4 separate regions of the Mus musculus genome follow, and all the other regions are linked to region 1. Evidence: chromatin contacts called from public Hi-C, HiChIP or PLAC-seq and Micro-C data. All regions are on one chromosome and are shown on one strand. The core of a region is the stretch at or near the end of the contact, and the rest is flanking DNA. Distances in the headings are between cores, read along the strand shown. Region 1 holds the start of Tef (thyrotroph embryonic factor). Region 2 overlaps Xpnpep3 (X-prolyl aminopeptidase 3, mitochondrial). Region 3 holds the start of Ccdc134 (coiled-coil domain containing 134). Region 4 has its middle 16 kb from the start of Rbx1.

Evidence for each region. A called contact is a pair of places that touch in the nucleus more often than the background predicts. HiChIP or PLAC-seq counts read pairs in DNA pulled down with a chosen protein or histone mark.
Region 2: a contact with region 1 is called in a Hi-C map of bone marrow-derived macrophages, with 17 read pairs. The contact joins the enhancer-like site here to the promoter of Tef in region 1. A contact is called at or near these places in 1 of 39 promoter capture datasets (embryonic stem cells), 2 of 484 Hi-C or Micro-C datasets (B cells and bone marrow-derived macrophages), 1 of 115 datasets of contacts at active chromatin or transcription factors (astrocytes) and 1 of 9 other capture datasets (macrophages).
Region 3: a Micro-C map of embryonic stem cells shows a contact between it and region 1, with 4 times the contacts expected there. The contact joins the promoter of Ccdc134 here to the promoter of Tef in region 1. A contact is called at or near these places in 2 of 39 promoter capture datasets (embryonic stem cells and hippocampal neurons), 2 of 484 Hi-C or Micro-C datasets (both in embryonic stem cells) and 3 of 9 other capture datasets (adipose tissue, liver and pancreatic islet).
Region 4: a contact with region 1 is called in an H3K4me3 HiChIP or PLAC-seq map of bone marrow-derived macrophages, with 3 times the contacts expected there. The contact joins the enhancer-like site here to the promoter of Tef in region 1. A contact is called at or near these places in 1 of 484 Hi-C or Micro-C datasets (liver), 3 of 115 datasets of contacts at active chromatin or transcription factors (bone marrow-derived macrophages and embryonic stem cells) and 1 of 9 other capture datasets (macrophages).

What each region holds. Positions count from the first base shown.
Region 1 is chr15:81,807,653-81,814,442 of GRCm38.p6, reverse strand. It overlaps Tef (thyrotroph embryonic factor), which reads right to left and starts at 3,029. Exons shown (of 4, transcript NM_017376.3): 1 at 2,723-3,029. The coding sequence starts at 2,873.
Region 2 is chr15:81,430,657-81,437,864 of GRCm38.p6, reverse strand. It overlaps Xpnpep3 (X-prolyl aminopeptidase 3, mitochondrial), which reads right to left. Exons shown (of 10, transcript NM_001347075.1): 4 at 6,973-7,175; 5 at 1,089-1,151. Among named protein-coding and RNA genes, the nearest start is that of Gm17025, 13 kb to the right of the region's middle. Within about 2 kb of position 3,179, at least 1 of the 459 cell types and tissues checked has an H3K27ac peak or open chromatin away from gene starts, as enhancers often do. A contact at or near this core is called in bone marrow-derived macrophages, where this site is marked.
Region 3 is chr15:82,123,070-82,129,428 of GRCm38.p6, reverse strand. It overlaps Ccdc134 (coiled-coil domain containing 134), which reads right to left and starts at 1,507. Exons shown (of 7, transcript NM_172428.2): 1 at 1,380-1,507. Mei1 (meiotic double-stranded break formation protein 1) reads right to left here. Exons shown (of 31, transcript NM_028897.3): 27 at 5,926-6,007; 28 at 5,425-5,531; 29 at 4,448-4,579; 30 at 4,164-4,276; 31 at 2,615-2,815. The coding sequence ends at 2,770.
Region 4 is chr15:81,478,479-81,485,450 of GRCm38.p6, reverse strand. No RefSeq gene overlaps it. Among named protein-coding and RNA genes, the nearest start is that of Rbx1, 16 kb to the right of the region's middle. Within about 2 kb of position 4,305, at least 98 of the 459 cell types and tissues checked have an H3K27ac peak or open chromatin away from gene starts, as enhancers often do. A contact at or near this core is called in bone marrow-derived macrophages and liver, where this site is marked.

The sequences.
Region 1 (6,790 bases), core at 1,780-4,279:
GTTTCACTGTCGCCTATTTTGTGAAGAACAGAGACAGCATGTGAAAATGACTATTACCAAGTGCATGTACACAGTACACATTCGTTATTGCTATGAGCTCACTGAGGGCACGGACTGTGTTGCATTCAGTTCCAGATTTCAGAGGCCAACAAAGAGGCTAAGCAATGGCTGTGGGAGCCTGTGCAATGCCTGGAGAACACTGGACTTTCAGACAAATTGGCTTCAGGTGACTGCAATGAGAGGCTCTGGAGCTCTTCTCAGAGCTCAGTTCAGAAGGCTTTATCCCTGAGTAAGCAGAAAAGACTGGGGGCAGGTTTCCTGGGAGGAGGGAGAAGGGAGGAGCTGAAGAAGAAAGACTGCTTCTATTCAAAGCAAAGCTAATCAATTAGTGAAGACCAAATCCCCCATGTCTTAGTCAAAAGGTTATGCGCATGGATATCCAAGAGGGGGCAATTAAGAAAAAAAAATACAGAGAAATGTGACAAGACAAGAAGGCAATCAGAGTGAGAAAGAGGCTCATCAGAGAAGTGGGAGATGATCATGACACGTTCATAATAGGTTTTCAAAATTGAAGGAGACAACTTTGAACCCTGGATTTAGAAGTAAAAAAAAAAAGAGAGACACATCAAATATTATTATGTTGGAGGAAAACCAGCCATGCTTGGGTCCCAAGAGCAGACAGCCAAAAGGGAGCCATTAGTCCAAGAACAATGACCAGACCCCGTGAGTTGGAGATTCTCATAAGCACAACTTGCTCATAGCTTGTAATATGATTTAACATCAATTCTTATGGCTGCCTTTTTAATTTAATTTTTTAAAACCAGGCTTTGATTTAAAAACAACTGGGAGGCAACAAAACTCCCAGCCTATGGGCTGGGTGGGCCAGATGGTCTCTCTGAGTCCACATTCTGTTCAGAAACGACTGGACCAGTCGGGTGGGGTCACTTGGGATCAAAAGAGGTAAGAGAAGCAAGGAGATAAAAAGCAGCTTGACAGAAGGACAAGCAACAGGAAGTTCCTCATTTTGCCTGACTAAAGCAATTAAAACATTTTTTTTCCTGATTTTCTGAGATAGGGTCATGAAATCCGGGGTGACTTCAAACTTGATGTGCATCAGAGGATGACCTTGAACTAGTGGTCCCCCTGCCTCTACCTCTCCAGTGCTGAGATTGCAAACAAGCACCACTACAATCAGTCAGGCTATCACAATCCAGTGTTTGTAAGGTCAAGTTTTAAATTAATTTCAAAAGGTAAATGACCGACGTGTCCAGGACTTAAATCACAGGGACTGACACCAGTGGTTTGTCAGTTTCATACAACAGAAAGAACACCAAACCAAGAGCCAGAAGGCCCACCCATGTGACCTTGAGAAACCATCTATGCCTCTCAGGAGTCTCAACTTTCCTCACCTAGAAGTGGAGAGGTAGTAACCCAAACAAGATAAGACTATGTCAAAATGCTTTGTGAGTGTGGGCAAATGCAAAGCAAAACCCCAGTATGGCCTGGTCCTCTCTGGTGAGCTTAGGCAAGAGCTGCCAGATGTGAGCACCAGCCCTTGCAGTTTGTCTTACACTCAGATCTGGATGGAGTCATCACCTTCATACAAACAAAAGCGTTTGTGCACATGAGGTCCTGAGGCAGGAGGAGAGAATCTAGCCTCACCTGATGAGCAGAAGCTATTTATAACGTAACAGGGACAACCATAAGCACAGCAGCCCCAGAACACACCCAAGGAAAGAAACAACAGCATTTTAGAAAGGGAAATGAGATCCCTGATACAAGCAATCCACAAACAGCCAAGTCCTTCCCAGATACCCTAATTAAGCTGAGCTCTTGGAAATCTGAAGATCTCAGACTGAAAGCACACATCAATGGACCTAAAACCCCACAATAGGTGGCAGTCCTGCTGCTCTTCCAGGCCAAATACCCAGGCCAAGTCTGCTTTCCACACCAGGCCCCAGGGACTCTTGTGGCCTGGGCAATTCGATGAAGCCCGGTCCTGCTATTGTGATTCCCAACAATCAACCAGGAGAAGGACCTGAGTGGCCACATTCTAACCCTCATCACAGCCCTACTTTGCCCAGCCTTCATTCCCTTAATTTTTTTTTAAACCAGGCTTTGATTTAAAAACAACTGGGAGACACTACCGACCCTCATCTCAAATTGCCTCCTCCATCCACACCTCCCAGGGATGCATTTCCAGTAAAGCACCACCGTGGACCTGCTCACTGTCCACTCGTAGAGAGGAGGAATCGTCTTCCTCCAGGACGGACCAAAGACATACAAAGGCCATCTGCTATACTGATCAGGGCCTCTCAAACTTTGGTGGTGAACTCTGCACCCACGAGGGTGCAGTGGAGTGTTTCTTAAAATACACGCTCTGTCTCAAGATCCGCAGACTAGGTGAGGTCCAGGAACCCGCATTTGAAGGCAAGCAGTATCCTCAGGATTTGGATGCAGGCGGCCCCACTGGAGCCCCCTCTAAGTGGCGGCTTCCTTGCAAAGTTCTGTTGACTTGTCCTTTCCAGATCACCCCCTGACTTTCTCTCTGGGCTAGAGGCCTAGTCCAGCAGGCCCCTAGTCATGCCCGGGCCCGCATAAACACCACACCACTGGACCGCTTCACCCTGACCTCTGACCCGGCCCGGGCCGGCCCGCCCCCACAAGGCCCCGCCTTTACAGAAACCCCGCCCCCAGACACGCGCGAGCCCCCCCCCCTCACCGAGGCGCGTCTCGCGCGGGGGGTTCTCCATCAGCTTCTTCAGGACCAGAGGGAAGGAGCCCGACAGGCCCCGTTCTCCAGCTGCACGCCCCGGGCCCGGCCCCGCCTGAGGCTCCACAGGCGGCTTCTTCCCGCCGCCCGCGTCGGACATCGTGCCCTGCGCCCCACTCGTGCGCCTCGCCTCCCCCGCCCGCACCCCGAGACGGGCCGGAGCGGCTCGACCCGCCGCAGCTGCTGACACGGGCAGCACTGCGCAGACGCGCTACTGCACCCCCACCTCTCTCCATCCGCACCCCTCCCGCGGACTGGTTCCGTCTCATTCATTATTCATAAGGCCAGGCCAGCGGTCCCATAGCGTGGCTTCCGATTGGTGCGCGCTGCGTAAGGGCGGGCACAGCTCTTCAGGCTAGGATTGGCTGTGAGAACCAAACGATGTAGACACGTGCTGGGCCAGGTGAGGAGTATCGCTCCGCCTGCCCGGGAGCGTCGGGCCCTTCTGCGGAGCCCCCCTGTTCTTTTTTGGTCAGTCGCGTCCCTTTCGCCACCACTTTCGTGACTACAGGTTTCCTCCCACCTCATCGCAGCCTCCTTTTTCTCCTTCCCTCGGAGAAGCCACCTCAGAGGAAGGCGGAGCGGGGCGCGACGGCCCAGCCCCGAGGGTCACGTGGAGCGGCAGCAGATGCGGAGCCTCGCGGGGCGGGGCAGTGAGGGAAAGGCTCGCGGCAGCCAATGGGGCAAGAGGGCGGGGCCGGCGCGATTGCACGAGGCTCTGCACGTGCGGCTGCGGCGCGGAGGGGCGGAGAGGGGCGGAGAGGGGCGGGGCTGGCTCTGGCCTAGGCCTAGCCAGGACTGGCCTGTTGTGTTGTTTGGCGGACTCTGCCCGGGGGTAAGGGGACTGGGACGTGGGTAGCCAGCCAGCGCTCCTCCCACGCTCCGCGCGAGGTTAGCGGAGGGCAGGCGGGTCCCAAGCTCCGCTGCTTCAGCGGGTGTCAGGTTGCCCACTGATTTAGGGATTGGGAGCGGGCGTGGTTGCAGAATAAACACTAGTACGGAGAGCGCATTCTTGAAACCTATCCACGAACCAGGGTCCGGACAGACTTCCGTACTACTAGCTGCTCGCTTGTGACCTTGGGAATTATCCAGTTGCTCCACGGGAGCCCATTTCCTCAGTCTTAAAAATTCAACATTGAACTAGAGTCAAAAGCAAAACAAAACATAGTTTCTGGGTTCCTTAGGAAACCTGTGAGCCGTGAAGGGGTGTGCAAACCTTCAAGATGGCTCGCAGAACTTTGTACCTCTTTGCAGTACAAGTCATACTCGGCTTCAAGCCCAGACAATACTAGACGCTCAGGGATTAAGCTCCCAGAGGGGCAGGGACTTGGCTTGTTTATACTCTGTCCCTCCGTCCCTCCCATGGCTCCCTGCCTCGGAAGGAGGAGCTGAGTCTGGCGGAAAGGCAGCCTGTGGTTCATGCGGTAGTTACAGAACACCACAATAGACAGCTAGAAGCGCATGGATTGTGTTAGGACCTGAGGAAAAAGAAATTTAGCTGAGTAAGCCCAAAGGAAGCGGCTAAAGGACGTTGGGTAGCCTTAGGAATAGAGTGATGGACTGTGAATCTAAAATACAAGATTTTGTGATGTTGATCGTTTTCTGAACCTGAATCCTCTAGCCCATTGTTCCATTTCTCCAGTCTGTTCTCCTTTTTGTCAAATGGGGAGAAAGCAGGATGTAGCCTACGGTGTTCCCATGCAAATATCTTTCCTAATTTAATCAAAATTGATGGATATAAATCCAGTGTGGAGAAAGGAAACTGCACAGGAAACCCAGGCGTTGCAGACCTGTCAGGAGGAATCTTATGTATCTAGGATCTCTTTAGGAGAAACTGGCCTAGAGGTTTTTAGCAGTAAATCTGAAAGAGTGACTCCAAGAAAATGAAGCAACATATGAAACTCTAGAAAAGAAAAGCTGGATGAGCAAGATGGCTCATGGGGTAAAGGTGATTGCTGCCAAGTCTGACAACCAGAGTTCAATCTCTGCATACCATGTGATGGCAGGAGGGACTAAATCAAAAATTGTCTTCAGACCTCCATGAACACAATAATTCCTCTTGCACACACAAATGTAACATAATATTTTTTTAAAAGAAGTAGAAATCTCCATGTGATTTGGTTCTAGAGGAACTGTCTAGACTAGACTGAAATGTACATTTTCATGGCTAACTCTTATACTGTTGAGAAGGAGAACAATTCCTAGTGTGGCAGAGGAGGACTGATAAGGTAAGAGCACATCTTGCCTGTCTATAAGGAAGATGACACATGGGAGAAGTGAAGATTCTCACTCCTGCTCTTACTCTCTCTCCATCTCCTTCCCCCTCTTTCCCCTGTCCTTACCCTCCCCCTCTCTTTTGAGCAATAGTCCCCACAAATGGATGATGGACCACCAACCTGGAACAGCTTACCTAAGCAGGTGACTAGGATGCAGGAAGGTAACAGGCCTAGGCTTCAGAAACTGATGTAGCTTTGAGTCTCTTGTCTAGAGACACTTGAGTTTCCCCTGGATAATCAAAAGGTGGATGTTCCCGAAGGAGCATGACAGGCATATTCCCTCTAGTGCTTCTTTGCAAACTGTGGGGGATGGCAGCAATCCACACCACCCTGAAGGCAGGGACATTTCTTTCTCCAGCTGACCTCACGAACCCCAGCTGCCTTTTCTGCTGTTGTCTCCTGTCATTGCTATGGTGACAGCTGTGACAGAGTAGAGGAGTAAGTGCTATGAGAAATAGTTTGCTAATTGCCATAGTGTGAAAGCCCTGTATAGAAATAGACTCCCTCACAGGAACATGTTAGTACCTGGTTAAACTTTAGAAGTATGTGGCAGCTGGGTGTGGTGGTGCACACTTTTAATCCCAGCACTTGGGAGGTAGAGGCAGAGGCAGGTATATCTCTATGTGTTCCAGGCCAGTCTGGTCTACAGAGTGAGTTCCAGGACAACCAAGGCTACATAGTGAGACCCTGTCTTTAAAGAAAGAAAAGTAGGATGTAGCAGCACACTATTTTGTATCAATAAATTTTTTGAGTTTTTTTTTTGTTTGTTTGTTTGATTGAGATAGAGTCTCGTGGATCCCAGGTTGGCTTTGAACTTGATATGTAGTTGAGGATGGCTTTGAATATATGTCCTTCTGCCAGCACCAATTTATGGAGTTCAGGAGATCAAACCCAGGCTCTGTGCGTGCTAGGCATGCAGTCTACTTACTGAGGTACATCCCTAGCCTCTAATAATAGCTTTGAATTAATCACTTATTTAGTGCTCGAATATGTGTGCGCACACATGTCATAGGAAACGTTTGGAGGCTAGAGGATAACTCTTGGAAGTCTGTTCTCCTTTACCATGGTTCTAAGGAATTAGATTGCCAAGGATAGTGGCAAATGCTTTGTCCCACTGAGCCATCAGCTAGTCAATTATAGTGAGTTTGTTTTTGTTTTTAGAGAGGGTGGGTTTGAGACAGAATCTCACTGTGTAGCTCTGCACTGGCTTGGGATTCACTATTTGTAGACCAGGCTATCCTCAGACTCACAAAGATCTACCTACCCCTGCCTCTCAAGTGCTGGGATTAAAGGCATTGCTGTGCCAGCCCAATAATAGTTTTTCAGTACAATGCCTGCCTCAGGATGCCTGGAACAGCTGGGACTCGGGCCTTGAGAGGAGACCTGAGGAGACCTTCCTCTCAGTCAATGACCTGCTTATAGCACTGTGCAAATGGCTTCTGCGCCTCACTCATTTTCCTCTGGGAAGCAGATGGAGACTCCTCCTGAATAGGGGCTGTGGAGATGGTCTGTGCTAAGCACTGGCAGGTACCCGCCTATGTGATATGTGAGACGGATGGGTGGGCATCCACTCAGCCTCTTCCTTGCAGTCAGGATGTCTTGGTTCAGGAGTTGTTTTGTGTATGATGATAAGAATAGGGTATAGAGTCTAAACCAGAGCCAGAATGGGGTGAGAAATATTATTTACCAGGACAGGAAGGGTTTTAGGTTCTGTTCTTTTTAGCCAGAAACCTGCTGACCA
Region 2 (7,208 bases), core at 1,930-4,429, 380 kb after region 1:
CAATCCTGTTATCCAACTTTACTACATGTATGTATATTTTGAGACAGGAGCTAGTGTAGCCCAGGCTAACCTGAAACTTACACTATAGGCTGACCTAAGGATGACACTGAGCTCCTGATCACCATGTATACATACTCCATAAAGGCTGCAATTTGACATCCACCAATACATCTGACTTCAACCTTTTTTTTTTTTCAAAGATTTATTTATTTATTATATGTAAGTACACTGTAGCTGTGCTCAGACACTCCAGAAGACGGTGTCAGATCTCATTACAGATGACTGTGAGCCACCATGTGGTTGCTGGGATTTGAACTCAGGACCTTCAGAAGAGCAGTCAGTCAGTGCTCTTAACCACTGAGCCATCTCTCCAGCCACCCCTCCCTTTTTTTAAAGATTTATTTTATGTGAGAACATTGTAGCTGTCTTCAGACACACCAGAAGAGGACATCTGATCCTATTACAGATGTTTGTGTGCCATCATGTGGTTGCTGGGAATTGAACTCAAGACTTCTGGAAGAGCAGTCAGTGCTCTTAACTGCTGAGATATCCCTCCAGCCCCCACCCTCAACCTTATTATTTAATCTCCTGTAATTTAAACTTCACATAGTTTTCAAAGAAAGCCCAGAAGATGACAGAGAAAAATCTGTAAAGAAGGCTGAGTCCAAAAACACATATAAGGCTATTGTTAATCAGCTAAACAACAAAATATGGCTTATTTTTTAAACAATATTTCTAAATGGCTAATTTCAGTCTTGCAAATAGTCTCATCAACCGAAATGCTCTGGGCAGATGGAAAAGGAAACTAAACTCTGCCACCTTTGGAACTCTCTGAAGGCTGACTCACTGACTCTACCTCGTACATGCACTCAGCGTTGGTCTCCTTTCACAGGGTTAGGTCTTTTTTCACTGGCTCTGCTCTGCACTTCTCTTCAATGTAACACTACACACTTTACATGTACAATAAGTTAAATTAACATTTGAGAAGGATATGCTGTCATTTCTGTGCCTGCCTGCAAGCCAATGTATGTACTCTTAAGCCAGTAAATTTGCTCTACGTTTGCCCCTATGGGGACCTTGAAGCTCACCTTCGCGTAAAGAAAGGCTTCATCTATCGGAGCTTTACTGGCAAACATGGTCTCTATGAAAGCCTGCAAAGAGAGGGAGGGAAAATGAATGCAGTGTCATTTTATCTGTCACTCAAACATTCAAAAGGATGGAGTTCAAGTTAGAAGCACCTTTCATAGCTGGGTGTGTGGCACATGCCAGGGCCGCACAGAGAAATCCTGTCTCAAACAAACAAACAAACAAAAGTTTTTCCCGCAGTGAACCAGACCATGATTGGGTTGAATTAGCAGATACCCTGAAATCAGTGTATCTGAAAACCATAAGGAGCTGGGAAAGTAGAGTGGAAAGGAATGAAGATTGATAACAGATCTGCTAAATATTCAGGGGTGTGATTGCCACCTTCGGCAATGGCACAAATCAGGCTAAGGATGTCTACAAATGAGCTTCTCTCTTTGGTCAACGGGTGGAGTGCTAAGCAAAATAACTTGGGCCACAATAATATCTGAGGAACTGTGAGACTACAACTGAAATTACTAAGTGTCTAAGTGACAAGCTGATGCTGACACAGGGTGAGAGATCAGTGAAGGAAATGAGCCACTTTCTAGATCACTGTGTACAACACCCCTATAAGCCACTGTAAAAAGTGTTTCCTGGGAGTTTTAGTTATAACGGAGTGACATTTCTTTCTCTCTGTGTAGACATCATCCCACAAAGTAGCTCTAGATGGCCTGGGACCTGGTGTACAGATCAGGCCAGCTTTGAACTCACAGCTATCTGCTTGCCTTTGCCCCCCAACTGCAGGATGTAAAGGCTTGTATCAACATGCTCTGCAATGAGAGAGATCCTTTGCTTTAACCAGTAATGGCCTGATCAGGCTAAAAGTGTGTTCACCCTATTCACAAAGAAGTGCTGTATTTATCAAAATTAATTAAGAGAGTATTCTACCATATATACCCACAGATAAAACCAAGAATGGTGGTGCATACATTTTAAGACCAGCATTTGGAAGTCTGAGTAGGATTTTGAGTTCAGGGCTAGCCTGTTCTATACCGTGAAACTCTACCTCAAAAAAAAAAAAAAAAAAATCAAGCATGAAAACAAATGAGCAAACCCTCTAATGCCTTGAAATGAAATAATCTTGCCCCTTCTTGGTCAAACCAATGCGTACTGAAGATGCAGGAATGCATGGATGCTTGCCTATTTGATATTATAGGACAACAGCATGTCTCTCACGTAGGGATGACTGAAAAGGCACCTCTGGTAGATTACATGAGTAGGCTGTAGGACCTCAGAAAGATGTAAAAAAAGATTAAGATCTTCTCTATCAGCAGGCATGGTAGTACTTATCTGTAATCCCAACACTTGGAAAGCTTCAAGTTAGCACACTCTATTTACTGAGACCCTTTCACAAACTTAAGTTCAATAATTTACAGAAGATACAAAACCAACAAAGAGACATGCAAAAATTTAGGTAGATCCTTCCCATATACAAAAATATACTTAAAATGGAACACTAACTTAAACATATTATTTAAAAGTACAAAATCCAGGGCTGGCGAGATGGCTCAGTGGTTAAGAGCACTGACTGCTCTTCCAGAGGTCCTGAGTTCAATTCCCAGCAACCACATGGTGGCTCACAACCATGAGTAATGAGATTTGATGCCCTCTTCTGGAATGTCTGAAGATAGCTACAGTGTACTCACATATAATAAATAAAAAGTACAAAATCTTAGCAAGTGTTTATTAAGTGACTTGACCAATGATTTTTCTTCCTGATATGACATCAAAAGTGCATGTAGCAACAACAAAGATAAATCAATCTCATAAAAATTAGAAAAAGGGCTGGGCGTGGTGGCGCATGCCTTTAATTCCAGCACTTGGGAGGCAGAGGCAGGTGGATTTCTGAGTTCGAGGCCAGTCTGGTCTACAAAGTGAGGTCCAGGACAGCCAGGGCTATACAGAGAAACCCTGTCTCGAAAAACAAAAAAAACCCAACAAAACAAAACAAAACAAAACAAAACAAAACAAAAAAAAAGAGTCTCAGTGTGGGAGGAAAGGGGAAGTTGCCCATTGGGTACAGAGTTTTTACTTGAGATGATAAATCTGGGTGATGATCTCAAACCACTGAACTATACACTTAAAATACTTAAGTATCTGCATATCACACACACACACACACACACACACACACACACAACATACACACACCCCTCAAACATATGCACACATGCAAACCGGAAACAATAAGGACAATAATTATAGTTCTAAACCAATTCAGCTTTTATACAGTTAATTAACAATGATACAAAAGGTCTGGAGAGATGGCTCAGTGGTTAAGAGCACCGACTGCTCTTCCGAAGGTCCTGAGTTCAAATCCCAGCAACCACATGGTGGCTCACAACCACCCATAATAAGATCTGACACCCTCTTCTGGTGCATCTGAAGACAGCTACAGTGTACTTATGTATAATAATAATTAAAAAATATTAATAATCCTATAAAAAACAATGATACAAAACTTGATGTTCATAGGAAGGTATAGGACACCTGTCATTTGTCTCTCATCAAACTCTTCAGGTTACAAAAATCCCAAGGCCGATACACTCAATATTATCTGAACTTAAAGGAATTTACAAAGAGAAAGACTTAATTAGTATTTATCATCAGATGCTAAAACACTGGCTCTGAACATTAATGTAGAAATGGAAGAAGAAAACTTCAAAGTCTAGGACTTCTTGACTCAAACACTGGCAAAGAAGTCAAGACCTCTTACAAAACGCATGTGTACAAAAGGCCTGGTGGTAGAGAGCGAGCTCTTTAGGTCTAGAATGCACAGGAACACAATACTATCTAGGCTGTCTCTTAGGAATGACAAAACTCAGTCAGAATGTGGACATACTGCTGTGAAAGGAATATAAATTAAAGTTAGGTTAAAGATTGAAACGAGGGCTGGTGAGATGGCTCAGCGGTTAAGAGTGCCGACTGCTCTTCCAAAGGTCCTGAGTTCAAATCCCAGCAACCACATGGTGGCTCATAACCATCCGTAATGAAATCTGATGCCCTCTTCTGGAATGTCTGAAGAGAGCTACAGTGTAATTATATATAATAAATAAATAAATATTTAAAAAAAAGATTGAAACGAATAGTGGTATATTTTTTTCATAATATGTGGGTGATATTTCATATAACATATGAAATCCATTCCTCTATTTAAAAAAAAAATGCAAAACTTACAGACTCTCCCTTCTTCCAGTACTCACTGGGACTAACTAAGCCAACCAGTAAATATGAAACAACTTAATACTCACACAGCAGTCAGAACTCACTGCCTATACCAATGTGGAAGGCTTACAATTCAGGAGACTAAGAGTACAATATACGAGGCCCCAAAACAAAATATCCAAGAGCCTCTGCAGTACCTGGTAAAGTGCAGAGTATCTAACAGAGAGAACAAGTTGATGGTGACTGGCATTCTGTAGAACTCTTGCCTAATACATTTTTCTCATTATGATTCATCAGGAAGAGCCAATAACAATTTATATACCTTCTAGGTGGTGCCAGCACATGCTTTTAAACACAGCACTTGGGAGGCAGAGGCAGGCTGATTTCTGAGTTTGAGGCCAAACTAGTTATTCCAGGACAGCCAGGGCTACACAGAGAAACTTTGTCTCAAAAAATAAAATATACTACTAACAAAAATCCCAACAACAATAATAACAAAAGCAATTTATATTTCCAAACATATTTACAGAATCATCTCAAGAATGTATAGGGTAGTGGAGGTACAGCTCAATGGTAGATGTGCTTAGCAAATTCATGAGGTCTTGGGTTCAATTCCTAGCAATCATCTTTTCAGGGAATATTTAAAGAATAAATATTTTCTCTATATTGCCACAGTTCAGTGAGAGAGGACCTAGATTTAGCACAACTGATGTCTTAAAAGTATTTTTTCTTAGTTTTTGTAATGCTCTGGCATCTGTGGCTGTCTGTGAGGCACTGCTCTTCCCAGGGTTATGCTAGTAGGTAGACATCTTAGATACAGCAACCACCTTGCCTATGAGCACTCCTTTACCATGCAAACAAACCAGTGCTTTATCCTTCCTCATACAAGACAATGAAATAACAAGACACCCCCAATTTGAGTCTTCTTACCAACCGTCTGCAGTTCAGAACACTGTACCTTGCCCTAAATTTCCCCAGGCAAAGAGATCAGAAAACCAGAGTCCTTATCTGCAGGCCAAAGCCCACCCAGATTATTCATCCTCTAATCCTAAGCCTGCTTTTCCTGCTTCACTGTACTTTCCTGTTCCTCTGCCTCCTGACCAAGCCTGGAGTTCAGAAGAGGGAAGATCTCAAGGGAAGAACAATGTGACCACTGAGCTAAAACACAGTTGCCTTTGTAGCTGATAAAGAAAGTAGTAAGGGCCCTAAAAAGTAAGGGTCCTTAGCACCTGGGTGACTGCTTGCTTGGGTCACTGTCAGCAGATATGCAAGTGGTGTAATAAGCAGAAGTGGACCATGAATAATTGGACAACGATCCCTACCCAATCGTGATGTGTTTGGGTATGCTGCCCCAGGAGTGAGGGTAAACATGTTCTTTCTTGGCATTTACTGTTGTAATCAATGACAGTCGTTTGTATGAAAAAGAAAGAGTGGGAAGGGAAGGCAGGAAGGCAGGGGCCCCTCCATATACCTAACTGTTCTTGAGAAACCTCCATGGCAGTTCAGAGGGTTGCTGAAACTCACAAAAGAAACCCTCCTTCAAGGAAGTCAAGGAGACTGGAAGCAACAAGGCTATGGCTTGTCTGATCTCTTGACATAGCAATCAAGGTTATGATATCAATGAAAGAGAAATCAGCACTGTGCTGATCTGACATCTTGCACTGGGTCTCACTAGAACACAAAGTGTTAATAAAAACTGCCCTGGTAGCAGAGTCCTATTTTTTTTTCTGTATGATGATATCAGTGGGAAAATATGGGTTAAAATTGATGATATATTTGACTGTAACAACCGTTTCACTATGTACTCTGTTAAAGTCACCAGAATCGAATGAAGTTGTTCAATTCAATTCTAACTGAAAAGTAAGACAAAGACCAGTGAGATGACTGTAGGGTGCACGCCATGCAATCCCTCATGCAGAGGAGGAGAGAATGAATGTCATAAATTGTTTTTATGACCCCCACAAGTACACTGCAGCATGTACACACAATAATAAAAATTAAGGGTCTCATGCACGATTGCCTGATAGTATCTATCAGAAAAGATACCAGAGCCACAAACTTTCAAAAGGTCACTGTAACTTTATGCAAAAATATTCCTGTAAAACTTGTCTATCTAACCTCAGATTGGCACCAGCCTTGTTCTTCATTCTTTGGACAAGTATTATTGCTTCAAAATGTTTTGCAATCTTCCCCTTTGCCTTGAAAGTTTTTCCTTTGCCATATCCTCTGGATATACTCACAGCTTGCACATCTGTGTTATATGCTATTCTCAAAGAAATACTACTACTCTTTGGAGACTGTTGCTGAGGCTGACAAATGTGTCATCATCCTTCTGTACAGGTTAAATACAGACAGCAAGGCCAGTGGGATAGCTCAGTGGATAAAGTTGCTTGCCACTAAAACTAAGGACCTGAGTTTGATCCCCACAATCCACATGGTGGAAAGAGAAATCGGACTCTCACTAGTTGTCCTCTGATCTCCTCATATGCAACCATGGTATATATGTCCATAAGTAAGTGTAGTCAGAAACAGAGGAAATAAGCTGAGCAGTGCTGGTGTATGCCTTAATCCCATAGCACCCGGGAGGCAGGGGCAGAGGCAGGGGCAGGGGCCTCGGCCTCTGAACATGAAGAGCTTGAGTTTTATGATCTGACAGAGAAATATTTTCAATAGCAGCCATACCTCTGACGTCAGCTTCCCAGCAATCTGCATTCTCTTAATCTCTGAAGGAGACTTAACCAGCCTTAGGCGCTGTATCAGCTGCTGGACACTCCGAACCTTGTTCTTGCTCCTGGCTTTGGCTTCAGTTAGAGGCTGCATGTAGTCAGAGTGAAGTTGTGCATGAGAAGGCTTCATCCAGTCATACCAAACCATGTTCGTCTCAGCTTAAAATGGGAAGCCAAAAATAAGTTTAAAAG
Region 3 (6,359 bases), core at 258-2,757, 320 kb before region 1:
CCTAATTCCAACAACAGCCCAACCATTACTGCTCAAGCAATGTTCCACGCAGTTCTAGAGCTGAGAACACATACCCAGGAAGTATGGCAAACCAAACTCCCTGAACTTGTACCTTATCGCTTGAATGGGTACGAGACAATCAACCAACATACAAGCATAAAAGGATTCGGTTGGTGAAGTTCGAACCAGGGCCCGAGTCTGATCCCCAGTATCATGAGTAAGCTGGGTGCAACGCATGCTTGTGCTCCTAGATCTGAGGAGTTGGGGACTCAACTATTCCTGGAGCTTGCTGGCCAGCTAGTCCAGCTGAATCTAGGAGCTCCAGGTTCAGTAAAAGGTCCTGTCTCAACGAATAGGGAAGAGAACAATTAAAGATACCTGGTATTGATCTCTGTCCTCTGCATACACATACTGAGGTGTACATGGAACACACACACACACACACACACAGTTGGCTCTGTTTTTTTTTTTTTTTTTAAGGATAAGAAGAATTTGGTCAAGTGAAACATTAATATGTGGGGGCTGGGAGTAGTGGCTCATAACTTTAATCCCACCACTTGGGAGGTTGAGGCTGGAGAATGTCCTTAAGTTTGAGAGTAATCTAGGCCTTGTCTAAAATTCCAAAATGGATAGACTAGGGTGGAAAATGACAGTCAACAGAGGCCTCATACTCAGATGAAAGATACCCTGTTTTACTAATGTGGAAACTGGGGGACAAAAAAAAAAAAGTTACTATTCAGAGTCTTACAGCTGTTCCTAGGCTGAGCCAGGAGTCTTACTCTCAGTTCAGTGCACTGTGTCTTGTCTCTAAATAAGCACAGGGCATCTCATATCAAAGCTGGCCACACCCCCACCCAGAATTTGAGATGCTCTGGGAGAGATCCTTAGGAGAACCCCTGCCCCCACGGAGCCGGGACAGCAGAAATCTACAGAACAAAGATTATCCAGGACCGTCCACCTTCCGTCTCATGTTCCAGAACCCAAGCGAACTTGAACCAGGCCACAGCAAAACTTAGGGAAACAAATTTACCAGACAACCTAGGATAACTCAAGCAGGACAAACGTGGGAAAGCAAAGTAGCGGACCGCGGGGGACAGGTCTGGTTTTCATGACTGATACTCTACTCTTCGGCCTCTAAATCTCGCTTCTGTCCCAAGCGTCCCCAGCGCTCTTTCAGACTCGGCAAGCGACTCCGAACTCGTCTTGTAGAGCCTGTGGTAGTGGCCGGGCGGGGGTTTTGGTTCCGCGCCTTGGAGCTTCGGAGGGGCAAGCGAGCCTTTCTAGGTGTCCGAGTCCCGAACCCGTACGCAGTGCGGGGGGCTCCGCACTCCCCTCCCAAGAAGCCTACAGTACAGTCCGGCACCCCCACCACTACCTACCCCGGCCGGCGGTGCAGGGAGAAGGGAGCAGCCCCTTGGCGAGCAGCCGGAAGCACCCAACTCTGGCAAGGCGCGGAACTCTACAGCAACCGGCCAGCAGTGCTAGGAGACCGACAAGCGGCCGGCCCACCTACTGCGCTGCTCCTGACCAATGAGACCGGGCCGCGAACGCCGCGCTCCGCTGACCTCACTTCCGGCCCCGCCCCGCTGTGCTCTGGCGCGTGTCGCTGCAGCTGTCAGCCACGGCGTGGTCCTGGGAGAAGCCGTCGCCCGGCACGCTGATGATCTCGGTTCTGGTGGAGTTGGAGGAAGTTAAGCTACGATGGGGCCCTTACCCTGCTGAAAGCGCGTCAGCAAACCGCGGCCCGAAACCCTTGCTGCCCGGCGCTTTTAGCGTAGTGCCTGATGTCTCATCTGAGTCTATTTTAAACCTCAGCTCGCAAGATCCAAAGAACTTTTTAAGGAACCAGCATAACCTATGGTAGTGCGGAGCACGGGCAACCCCGACTTGTCCATCCAGTTCACTGATTTCTAAACCAGAGTTCTTCCTCTGTTCGTAGACATTCTGTTTTGCTCCGGGGTAGGGATTGAGGGTGTCAGGACAGCTAGATCCGGGGAAGACCGGCGGAGTGGCCAGTTAGGACGCAAAGCCCAGGCTGGGCTGATATACAAACAGGTGCGGGCAGAGTTTTCTGCCAGTAGCCGGCGATGGTAGACGTTAAATGACCATTGCCCACGTGAGTATAGAAAAGGCTTGAGCCAGAGAGGCTGAAGTGGGTTTGATTTTATTCCCCCCTGAGATTTGTACCTCTTCCCATGTCCACTTGAGGTGAAGTGCTTCTCCAAAGTCCAACCACAAGGCTTGGGGCCCTTGATGTTGGGGCCTTCCCAGCTCAGGGGTTCTTCATGTTCTCTATGTACAACTATGAAGCACTTTGCACATGCTCAGGCCCCAACCCTTGGTTTTCTGAGACAGGGTTTCTCTGTATAGCCCTGGCTGTCCTGGAACTCACTCTGTAGACCAGGCTGGCCTTGAACTCAGAAATCCGCCTGCCTCTGCCTCCCAAGTTCTGGGATTAAAGGCGTGTGCCACTACTGCCTGGTGCACATGCTCCTTAAATGCTCTCACTCTCCAGTCTGTCTCCATCATTTGCGGAAACAAGCCAGTGTCCAGCTGTGTAGCTGAGGAACAAGTTCCAGGAAGATGAGCTCAGAGTGAAAGTGCACACAGGAATGTTAATGCATTATTTTATTTCCCAATTCCATTTCCACTGTGGTGTAAAATAGCTCCAGAGAGAGGCTTGATATTGTTTTCCCCCTCAACCATTATGCCCGGAATTTGTCTGCAGGTCTCATTGTTTTCTGTTTCTGGGCCTTTATGTCCTGAGGCTCAGCCTCTGATGTGAGCCTGGGAAACAGACACACCTCCGAGGCAGCTGGCGTGAATCATGAGAGGAGAATAAAAGAGAAACAGAGCTGAAGGGGGAGGGGAGGGATATCACAGAACCCCAGAAGGGTAGCAATGGTCAGAGAAGAGTATGAATACTTCTAATATTGGTGGCACGGACTCCAAAACTGGGACCAGCAGTTGGCATATAACAGAGAACTGTTCCATGAAAAGAGAAGATAGCCAGGGGAGTAGCCAGTAGGGCTAAGAAGTTCTCCTCTGGGGCCGGAGAGATGGCTCAGCAGTTAAGAGCACTGACTGCTCTTCCAAAAGTCCTGAGTTCAAATCCCACAACCACATGGTGGCTCACAACCATTCGTAATGAGATCTGATGCCCTCTTCTGGTGCATCTGAAGACAGCTACAGTGTACTTAGATAATAAATAAATCTTGAGGCTGGAGCAAGCCAGGCCCACCAGAGTGGGCAACCTTCATTCCCAGCCACCACATGATGGCTCACAACCATCAATACAGCTACAGTGTACTCATGTACATAAAAATAATAAAATCTTTTTAAAAAGGAAGTTCTTGGGCTGGAGAGATGGCTCAGTGGTTAAGAGCACTGACAGCTCTTCCAGAGGTCCTGAGTTCAAATCCCACAGCCACATGGTGGCTCACAACCATCCATAATGAGATCTGACACCCTCTTCTGGGGTGTCTGAAGACAGCTACAGTATACTTACATATAATAAATAATAAATAAATAAATAAACTAGGATTGAAAAAAAAAGGAAGTTCTCCTACACACACACACACACACACACCAGCACTATAATATTCTCAGCTTCCTAAGTGCTGGGATATACAGACATGTGCTGTCATGACTGGTCTCAACCTAGGCCTTTTTAGGGACTTACCAACCACTACTGCTCCTTACTTGGGCTGAGTACTGGCTGATTTTTTGTGTCAACTTGATACACCTGGAGTTATCACAGAGAAAGGAGCTTCAGGTGAGGAAATGCCTCCATGAGATCCAGCAATAAGGCTGAGAAGTGATCAAGGGGGGAGGGCCCATTTTGGGTGGTGCCTGCCATTCCTGGGCCGGCAATCTTCTATAAGATGGGTTCTATAAGAGAGCAAGCTGAGCAAGCCAGTAAGTAACATCCCTCCATGGCCTCTGCATCAGCTCCTGCTTCCTGACCTGCTTGAGTTCCTGTCCTGACTTCCTTTGGTGGTGAACAGCAGTATGGAAGCTGAATAAACCCTTTCCTCCCCAACTTGCTTCTTGGTCATGATGTTTGTGCAGGAATAGAAACCTGACTAAGACAATACTGCTACATATCTCTGTGGCTTTGGTGATGTTGCCCAGGCCAAAGGCCCCAGGGCAAGAAAGGATACAGCATGTCTTGAAAGAGTGGCTGGGCTGGGAAGGTGCGGGAGCAAAGGCCTTCCAAAGATGATTGCAAGGTCTGGGTCATGTGTTGGTCATTTAGGAGACCCATGCTCTGGACCTGAAGAAGAAGGGACAGGAAAGTTATGCCCTTTCTAACTGTCCCTCACCTCCCATATTCTTTTGATTTCCCAGTGGCTTCAGTGGCCAGAGCTTCCACCTTCTGCAGAGAAGATGGTCCTGAGGGCCTGGCCTCATACAGCTAGCTACACAGTACCCTCTTTCCACTCACCTGCAGGAGGAAGCCATGCAGGGCCTGGAGTGTATCGTTTGAGAGAGCTGACAGGTCAACCAAAGCTGCACCTTGCAAAATAAGACCCACCTCTTCACGTGAGAGGACACAGCTGCTCCGGTACTGCACAAACTAGCACGGAAATAAAAGCCCCAAAAGCCCACAATTAGAGGAGACACCATTTCCTGTGGACTGCTGTAGCCAGCAGTGAGATGGAAACACTATTCTAAAGCCCAGAGTCTTGCTTTTAAGCTCTGCACCGGTGAGAGTGGGTGAGGTTGTCTCACAGGAGAAAAGGGCAGATAATGTAGACTGAGCTCATGAGAGAGCTGGCCTTAGGGACCGCGTCAGGCTCCCTCCTCCCCCAGCCTTGCTCTGCAAACTCATGGCCGAGATGAACTGTGTGTGGTCCTTGTAACTCCTCTGTGTGCTCTTGGCTCTACTACTCTCCCTTTACCTCTGTAACACTGTCTCCTTCTGCCTATTAACCCTTCAAGCCTCAAGACGGAGCGGTCCCTACACTTCACACCAACCTCTGATTTAATAGTGGGTGAGCTTTAATGTCACCCATGAGCCTGTTCTTGTGTTCCGTATCCAACAAGAATTATTATGTGCCAAATACTCTATCATTCAAGACATCACATTTAACTCTTCGTTTACCTGTCCTTCTAGAGTAAGGGACCTTAGGAGGCAAAGCATGGGGTTCATCAGCATCCTCAGCACCTAGACCTGTCTGTCACATTACCACAGTCCCTGGTCATTGTTTCATGACAGAAAGAAGAGAAAATGTGTCCTAAGGATAGATGCAGCTATTCACAGGAAATCCCTGGGCAGGTCTCCTGTAGGGGGTGAGGGTCACACAACCCCTCTGCTCTTTGAAAATGAGGGTCACCTGAAATACCGTCATGCTTTGGACCACCTCAGCAACACCCTGCTGATTTATCTTCCAGCCACAGACCTATCCTTTCTGCACTTACCAAGGTCATAAGTCTCAGTATCTCAGGTCTGAGGAAGGAATTCTCTCCAGCATCCAAGAGGGTGAACAGCAGAAACCGATTCCAGGGCTGGGAGGCCACATGGAGCGCTGCAAGAGACATCAGTCCTAAGCTGGTTAGTGCTGGTCTCCCAGAGAACCCAGGAGTGCGCCTAAGAAGAGCTTTTCCTATTGGCTTAAAAAAAAAATGGAAAGACTGGGTTCGTGAGGTCTCTTGCCTGGACTTCAAACCACCCATATGGACTCCCAGGGAGAGTCTATCACATGACTGTAGGTCGTGGAAGTGGGCAACCAGAAGGTCTCTGCTACTTAAAAGCAGGGTGACCAGCGTAGGTCACTTGAACACCCTGCTCCTCAGTGTCCACATCTGACGACAGACATGGCAGTGTCCTCTGCAGTGTTGTCAAATCACTGGGACGGTAAGATAACGGGCCAATTCCCTCTGATCTTGATCATGGGAGGATGAGAAAATAGAGGTTTCTACCAATGTCTGGGCTCCTGGCATGCAAGTAATCTAGCAAGGCTTCCAGACAGCCAATACAGGCTTGAGATAACAGAGGGTCTTTCTGGAATAAAACAAAACAGAACAGAATTAGGGTCAGGATTTTTTTTTTTTAATTTTTCTGAGACATGTAGTCCAGGCTAGCCTCAAAGTCTATCATCATCATCATCATCCACACACACATACTCACACATTTTTAGTTTTAACAAAGACATAACTTGTTTTTCAGTTATTTAGGTTTCGGTTTTTCAGATATGGAATATAGTCCTGTAGGTAATATTAAATGCTTGTTAGAGTCATCGGTCATGAACAGAGCACAATGCTTATATTAAGTAACATACTTTGTGCAGCATATTTATTTTTCTTGAAACAGGTATCATATACCTGGCTGATGGAGATTCTACTGTGTAGATCAG
Region 4 (6,972 bases), core at 3,056-5,555, 330 kb after region 1:
CCCCATGCTCTCCCTCTGGCTCCCCCTGCTCCCCTCTGCTCCCCTCTGCTCCCCACTACTCTTCCGGAACTGGTTTCGTGGTGGACTAGGCCAAGCACCACCTTCACCACACAGATTGAGTCCCACCCTTTTAACTGCTCCCAGCTCCTATGAGGGAGCTTCACAAATGGTTGTTGAATAAACAGATCTGCTTCCGGCTTGTTTTATTTATGTTTTCTCCCCTTATGGGTCTCAAGAGTTCATTCTGAAAGTCAAAAGCTGAATTTATGTGTTCCTGCTCTGGTAATTCCAAGTCTCCCTGCGGCAGTTTATCTTCTGTGTTCAGGTGTGGCGCTGGGAGTAGAGAGGCGTGCCAGTGAACCTGTGCATGCTCCTAGTGAGGCAGGCAGCGTGTTTCTCTGCGCTGTGCTGGATATGTGCCTGCCTGTCTGCCTGCCTGCCCACCTTGCTTCCTTCCTTCCTTTTCTCTTTTTTTGACTTTTTGAGACAGAGATTCTCTGTGTAGCCCTGGATGTCCTGGAACTCACTCTGTAGACCAGGCTGGCCTTGAACTCAGAGAACTGCCTACCTCTGCCTCCTGAGTGCTGAGGTTAATTTTTTTTTTCAAGACAGAATCTCTCAATTATGTAGCTCAGGATATCCTGGAACTCACTATGTAGACCAGGCTGGCCTATAATTCATAGAGAACTGCCTCAACCTCTGGGTTCTAGGGTTAAAAGCCTGAGCTAACATGCCTGGCTGACATTGTTTTCTTAAAGCATTTTTCTGCTTTTCAGCTGTTACTGAAGGAAAATAAATAAATAAATAAATAAATAAAAGGTGGCGGAATGAGCTGGGTGTGGTGGCGCATGGGCAGTGGTGGCACACACCTTTAATCCCAGCACTTGGGAGGCAGAGGCAGGCGAATTTCTGAGTTTGAGGCCAGCCTGGTCTACAGAGTGAGTTCTAGGACAGCCAGGGCTACACAGAGAAACCCTGTCTCGAAAAAACCAAAACCAAAAACCAAAACCAAACCAAAACCAAAATGGTAGGGGAATGTAGCTCAGTTGGTAGAGTGCTTGTCTATCACAGATGAAGCCCAGCACATGGTACCCACATGGGATCCCAGCGTTTGAAAGCACGAGGCTCAGGAGTTCAAAGTCAGCCTGGACTACAAAGTAACTTAAAGTCAGCCTGAGCTACAGGAGACCCTGTCTCAAACAAGACAAATTCTCCCTTGCCTCTGACATGTTTAGACACCTATATCCCTTTTAAATGAAAATGAAGACATGGCCGATGCAAGCTATGATTGTGGAGAAGGGTTTTATTGAAGATGTGAGGGAGAGTGCAGCCAGAGGCACCTGGAAGGGTCCAGACTACACTGGGCCATGAGAGCAGAGGGGCTGGAGGAGAATGAGAGAGGGCAGGAAGAGGAGAGAGGGCAGTGTGGTGGTTTGAGAATGCTTGGCCCATGGGCAGTGGCACTGTTAGGAGGTGTGGTCTTGTTGGAGGTGTGGCTTGAACATAGGCGCCCACCCTCAGAGTCCACTACTGTGTTGGAGGGTGCCTATGCTCAAGCTCCGCCCAGTGGAAACCGTGGTCTCTCCTGGCTGCCTGTGGGAAGAAAGTCCCCTTCTGGCTGCTTATGGATCAAGACATGGAACTCTCTCATCTCCAGTACCACGTCTGCCTGGATACTGCCATGCGTCCCGCCATGATGATAATGAACTGAACCTCTGAAACTGTCAACCAGCTGTAATTAAATGTTTTTCTTTATAAGAGTTGCCTGGGTCATGAGTCTCTTCACAGCAATAAAACCTTAACTAATAAGCTAGAGAGATGGCTCAGAGGTTAAGAGCACTGACTGCTCTTCCAGAGGTCCCGAGTTTAATTCCCAGCAATCACGTAGTGGCTCACAACCATCTGTAATGGGATCTGATGTCCTCTTCTGGTGTGTCTGAAGAGAGTGACAGTGTACTCATAAAATAAGTAGATAAATCTTTAAAAAAAAAAAAACAAGGGCTGGTGAGATGGCTCAGGGGTAAGAGCACCCGACTGCTCTTCCAAAGGTCCGAAGTTCAAATCCCAGCAACCACATGGTGGCTCACAACCACCTGTAACAGAGATCTGATGCCCTCTTCTGGTGCATCTGAAGACAGCTACAGTGTACTCACATATAATAAATAAATAAAAAAAAAAACAAAAAAAACAAAAAAAACAAAAAACAAAAAAAAAAAAACCTTAACTAAGACAGGCAGCAAGAGGACACGAGAGGAGTGAACCAAGAGGCCAAGATAGCACATTGGAACCAAGAAAGCACATGGACAAATGGCCTACATAAGGACGCAGAAGGTAAGGGCCATGGAAGCCCAACCTCTAGGCTGGAGAGGGTTAGGGTAGGGAGTGGGCTGAGAAGGACTGGGAGAATTCTTGTCCCAGGTTTCTTAGGGATCTCTCTCTCTCTCTCTCTTGCCTCTGTTTCTTCTTCTCTTCCTTCCTCCTCCTCTCCTCCTTCTTCCTCTTTTTCTTTCTCCTTCTCCTCCTTCATTTTTTTGGGGGGGGGGTATTTGTTTTTCCAGACAGGGTTTCTCTGTGTAGCCCTAGCTGTCTTGGACCTCACTCTGTAGACCAGGCTGGCCTTGAAATCAGAGAGCTGCCTGCCTCTGCCTCTGCCTCTTGAATGGTAGGATTAAAGGTATACACCCCATCATCGCCCAGCAACGCCTGACACCTTACCCTGATGGGTTTTGGAAACCAGGAACTGGGTGCATATTATCATTTATTTGGTTGAACACTGTGGTCAGTGGGAGAGGCTGGACCTGAATTGAGCTTGAGGGAGAGTAACAGTCAAGAAAAAAAATCCTGCTGTCTCAAAAACAAAACAAAAACAAAAAAACAAACAAACAAAAAAAACAAAAAAGAAAAGAAAAGAAAAGAAATTTCTGAAGATGTGAAATGGGATCAAATAAAAAGGGTTTCCAGAAATGAGGAGCAGGGGCCATATGGACCTGTCACTAGAGAACTAGGGAAGGCACCAGAGAGCATGCTACATCAGGCGCAGTGTCCCAGGTCATGGAACATTATTTTTCTTCCTGAGACAAGGTCTCTAGTAACCCAGGATGACCTTGAACTCCTGACCCCTGATCCTACCTTTTACATGCTAGGTTTACAGGTTTATCATGCTACACCTAGTTGGGGAACTTATTTTTTGATTCTCAGACCGAGAAACTGCCCTTGAATTCTAGGCCAGCTCATCTTGGCAAGGTGCTTGGTGAGTGCCTGTGGTCTGGCTGCTCAGAGTTCATGCAAAGCCTGCCTCCAGATAGTGAGACCCCATCGGTCTCATTGTGCAGAGAAAAAACAAACAAAAAACCCAGAGCAATGAACAAAGTAGTGTGAATTGATAAAAATATATTATTAATTAAATTAAAAATAATTAATTGATAAAAATATTTCTGCACTGGAGAAAACAGAATTGGAAAAAATAAAAAAAGTATGAGTCGGGGCTAGTGAGCTGGCTCTGTGGTAAAGGCGCTTGCCATTGTAAGAAATACCAAGTATGAGTCTTTCCTATCAAATGCTATAAAATTCAGCCGGGCAGTGCTGGCACTTGCCTTGAATACCAGAAGGCAGAGGCAGAGGCAGGGTGTATCTCTGTGAGTTTGAAGCCAGTGTGATCCACAGAAGGAGTTCCAGGAAAGCTAGGACTACACAGAGAAACCTAGTCTGGAAAGAAGAAACAAAACAAAACAAAACAAAAAAACAGAAACCAAAACTAACTAAACAAACTAAATCCTCTAAAACTCAAAACCTATAAAGTTCATGTTTAGGGCAAGGGATTAATATTTTTTTATCTCTTCTACTTTGTAAGACTTGTATGTAACTGAAATTGTTTTAATCTTCCCGGTCCAATAAAGCCGACAAAAGACTTATTGGTTTATTCTAGGAATTGGATGTCCAGAACGGTTGCCCCTTCCCACTTCCTGTGTGCCAGTTCTTTACAGATTATCCAATTGGGAAGAGACACAGGTGTGGAGGATATGGAAAGCAACCTTATGAAGAAAAACGTGGGATGTTGAGCGAGGCGCTACAGGCTTCCGCGACCAGTGCACGGCATTCGATCTTAGATGGCTCCCGGAACACACGTGAGATAGCAAAAAGAAACCAAGGCCAGGGGAGCCGCTGCTGCCACATCTTCCCTGAAGTCCTAACAGGTGACCATGCCTCGCCCCTCCCCCTTCTGCTTTTCTGAGTAACTTTATAGGGCAGGGCTTTCATTGGGGCTTGGTGATGGTGTGGCGAGAGATGCTATTGGCCCTGGATTTAGGGCTTGGGATTGGCTTGAACACTTACATAAGCGTAGGCGCTGTGCAAGCAATAAACACTGCACTCTGATGCTGTCTCCGGATTCTGATTCCCAGGATTCCTCACGTGACTCCATGACCTCTCACACCTCTTTGGTCCTGTTCCCACACACAGGTGTCCTTTTCTTGATGCCTTGTTTTTTCTCTTCTACCTCTTGATAACGCACTCTTGATCAAGTGTAAAGTTCGCCTGTCCAGACTTTTAAGGTGGAACGAAGGACACTTTCTCTGTGACCTGGAACTAGGGATGGAGACCTGAGTTCCATCCATCGGACCAGATATAGCAGAGGAAGAGAATTCAGTCCTCTATGTTGTCCTCTGTCATCTGCATGTACACCATGGCATTTGCACAAGGACACACGCACACAGGCATACGCATAATACATATATGTAATTTTTAAAATAAAAAACAAAGATCTGGAGGCACAGGCAGGCTGATCTCTAGTTCAAAGCCAGCCTGGTTTATGTAGTGAGTTCCAGGACAGCCAGGGCTACACAGAGAAACCCTGTCTCGAAAATACCAAAAAAAAAAAAAAAAAAAAAAAAAAAAAAGAAAAAAAGAAAGAAAGAAAGAAAGAAAGAAAGGAAGAAAGAAAATCTCCTGCCTGAAACTTAAGTGTTTCCCTAGAACTGGGGTTGCAGGCAGGCAGCTTATGAGCCACACTGCGCATGTGCTAGGAATCAAACCTAGGTTTTGGCAAGAATAGCCATTGCTTTTGTTGTTATTGTTTTTCCCAAGACAGGGTTTCTGTGTAGCCCTGACTGTCCGAGAACTTGATCTGCAGACCAGGCTGGCCTCTCCTGCCTCTGCCTCTGGAGTGCTGGGATTAAAGGCATCTGCCGCCGCAGTCTGGCAGCAGCCACTGCTTTTAGGCAACTCCATCCAGTGTTGTTTTCTCCCATTTTTTTAATGTTTTCAGAGTCTGGTCTGATGTAGCTCAATTTAGTCTCAAATTACTATGCAGCTGAGGGTGAACTTGAACTGCAATCCTCCTGCCCCCACCTCCCAATGGCTGTGGTTACAGGTGTATGCAGTGTTTGAGCCAGTGTCTGCCTGACTCCAAAGCTGATAGGCTCAGGTGCAGTCCCACCACTGACACCAAGCCCCTCCCCTCCCCACGTCTTTGGTGTTCTGATTCCTCCTCACCTCGCGCTTTACCTCTTGAAGCGACATCATCTACAATCCAGATTAGACTTCAGTTCGGCTGTAGCCAGACATTCCCTTTCCGTTTCCTTAGGGGAGAAGCTGTCGAGCGAAGCCGTGAGGACCATGACCGCCTACCCGTTTGTTTTCAGCTTGTTCTATCTCTGCTTTGTTTTTCAGAGCTCTGGTTCTTAATATAGGGAAGGTCAGAGTTGAGTGTCCAAGTCAACAATAATAAGGCGCTTCGTTAAACTGGGGTGGTTGGAGGCTTGGCCAAGCTCTTGATTAATAAGGAGGCCTGACCTTTGTGTAGCTTGTAACTGTTTGTAGAGGGCTTGACCGCAGCCGTCCTCTGGGATTCGCTCTTGCTACCACAGCTGGCGAAAATGAGCCATCTTGGAAGTAGATAAAACTCGGTCTAAAGTCCAGGCCTACCGTGGAGGATTGTGTGACCCTAGGGAGGTCGCTTGATCTCAGTCCCTCATCGATACTTAGGTTTATTATTTTTTTTATCTTAATTAAAAATTGTTTTAGTTTTTCTAAATTGCCGTTTTATTGAGGGGGAGCACTGTGCCTACGACACACCTGAGGAGGTCAAAGGACAACTAGCAGATCCGTATGAACACCCAGCTCAGGTTGTCTAGGGTGGTGCTGGGAGGGGTCCTTACCGTAAGCTCAGCCATCTTGCAATTTTGATTTTTTCCCCTCCCTCCCTTCCTTTTTCTTTCTTTCATTTTTTTTAGGACAAATCTCATATAGTATAATTTTCATATTTTCATCAAACTTTTTGCAAATGAAATCTTCAACTTCTGCGCCTCCTGCCTCTGGCTCCAGAGTGCTGAGATTATAATCAGCTCACTTTTTTTTCTTTCTCTTTTTTTTTCTTTCTTTCTTTTTCTTTTCTTTTCTTTTCTTTTTTTTTAGTTTTGTTGAGTTGAATGTTGTTTATCATCATCACCATCATTATTATGTTTGGCTTGTGGTATATATGTGCATCACATGTGTCCATGGAAACCAGCAGAGGGCTTCAGACAGATCCCCTGGAACTGGAGATAGATAATGATTGTGAGCCATTGTGTGGGTGCTGGCCATCAAACCTGTGTCCTGTGAATGTATTTGCACTCTTAACTACCAAGACATCTCTTCAGTCCCTGTTATTTTGTTGATTTATTTGTAGTTTTGAGAGTCATCAAGTAGACCAGGTTGGCCTTGGCTTCACAGAGATCCACCTGCCTCTGCCTCCTGACTGCTGAAAGGCTGGGCAGCTGGCTATGATGGATGGTACAGGCTACATGAGCCCAGCACTCAGTAACCTGAGGCGCTGTCTCAGCATTAAAGGGGTGCGTGGGCTTACTGGGGATATGAACTCAGTGGCAGAGTGCTTGCCTAGCCTACAGGTAGTTTAAAATCACCAAAGGGCAGGAGCCAAGGGTGTTGGATGGTGCCTGTAATTCCAGCATTAGAGAGATGGAGAGGCCCAGGTGA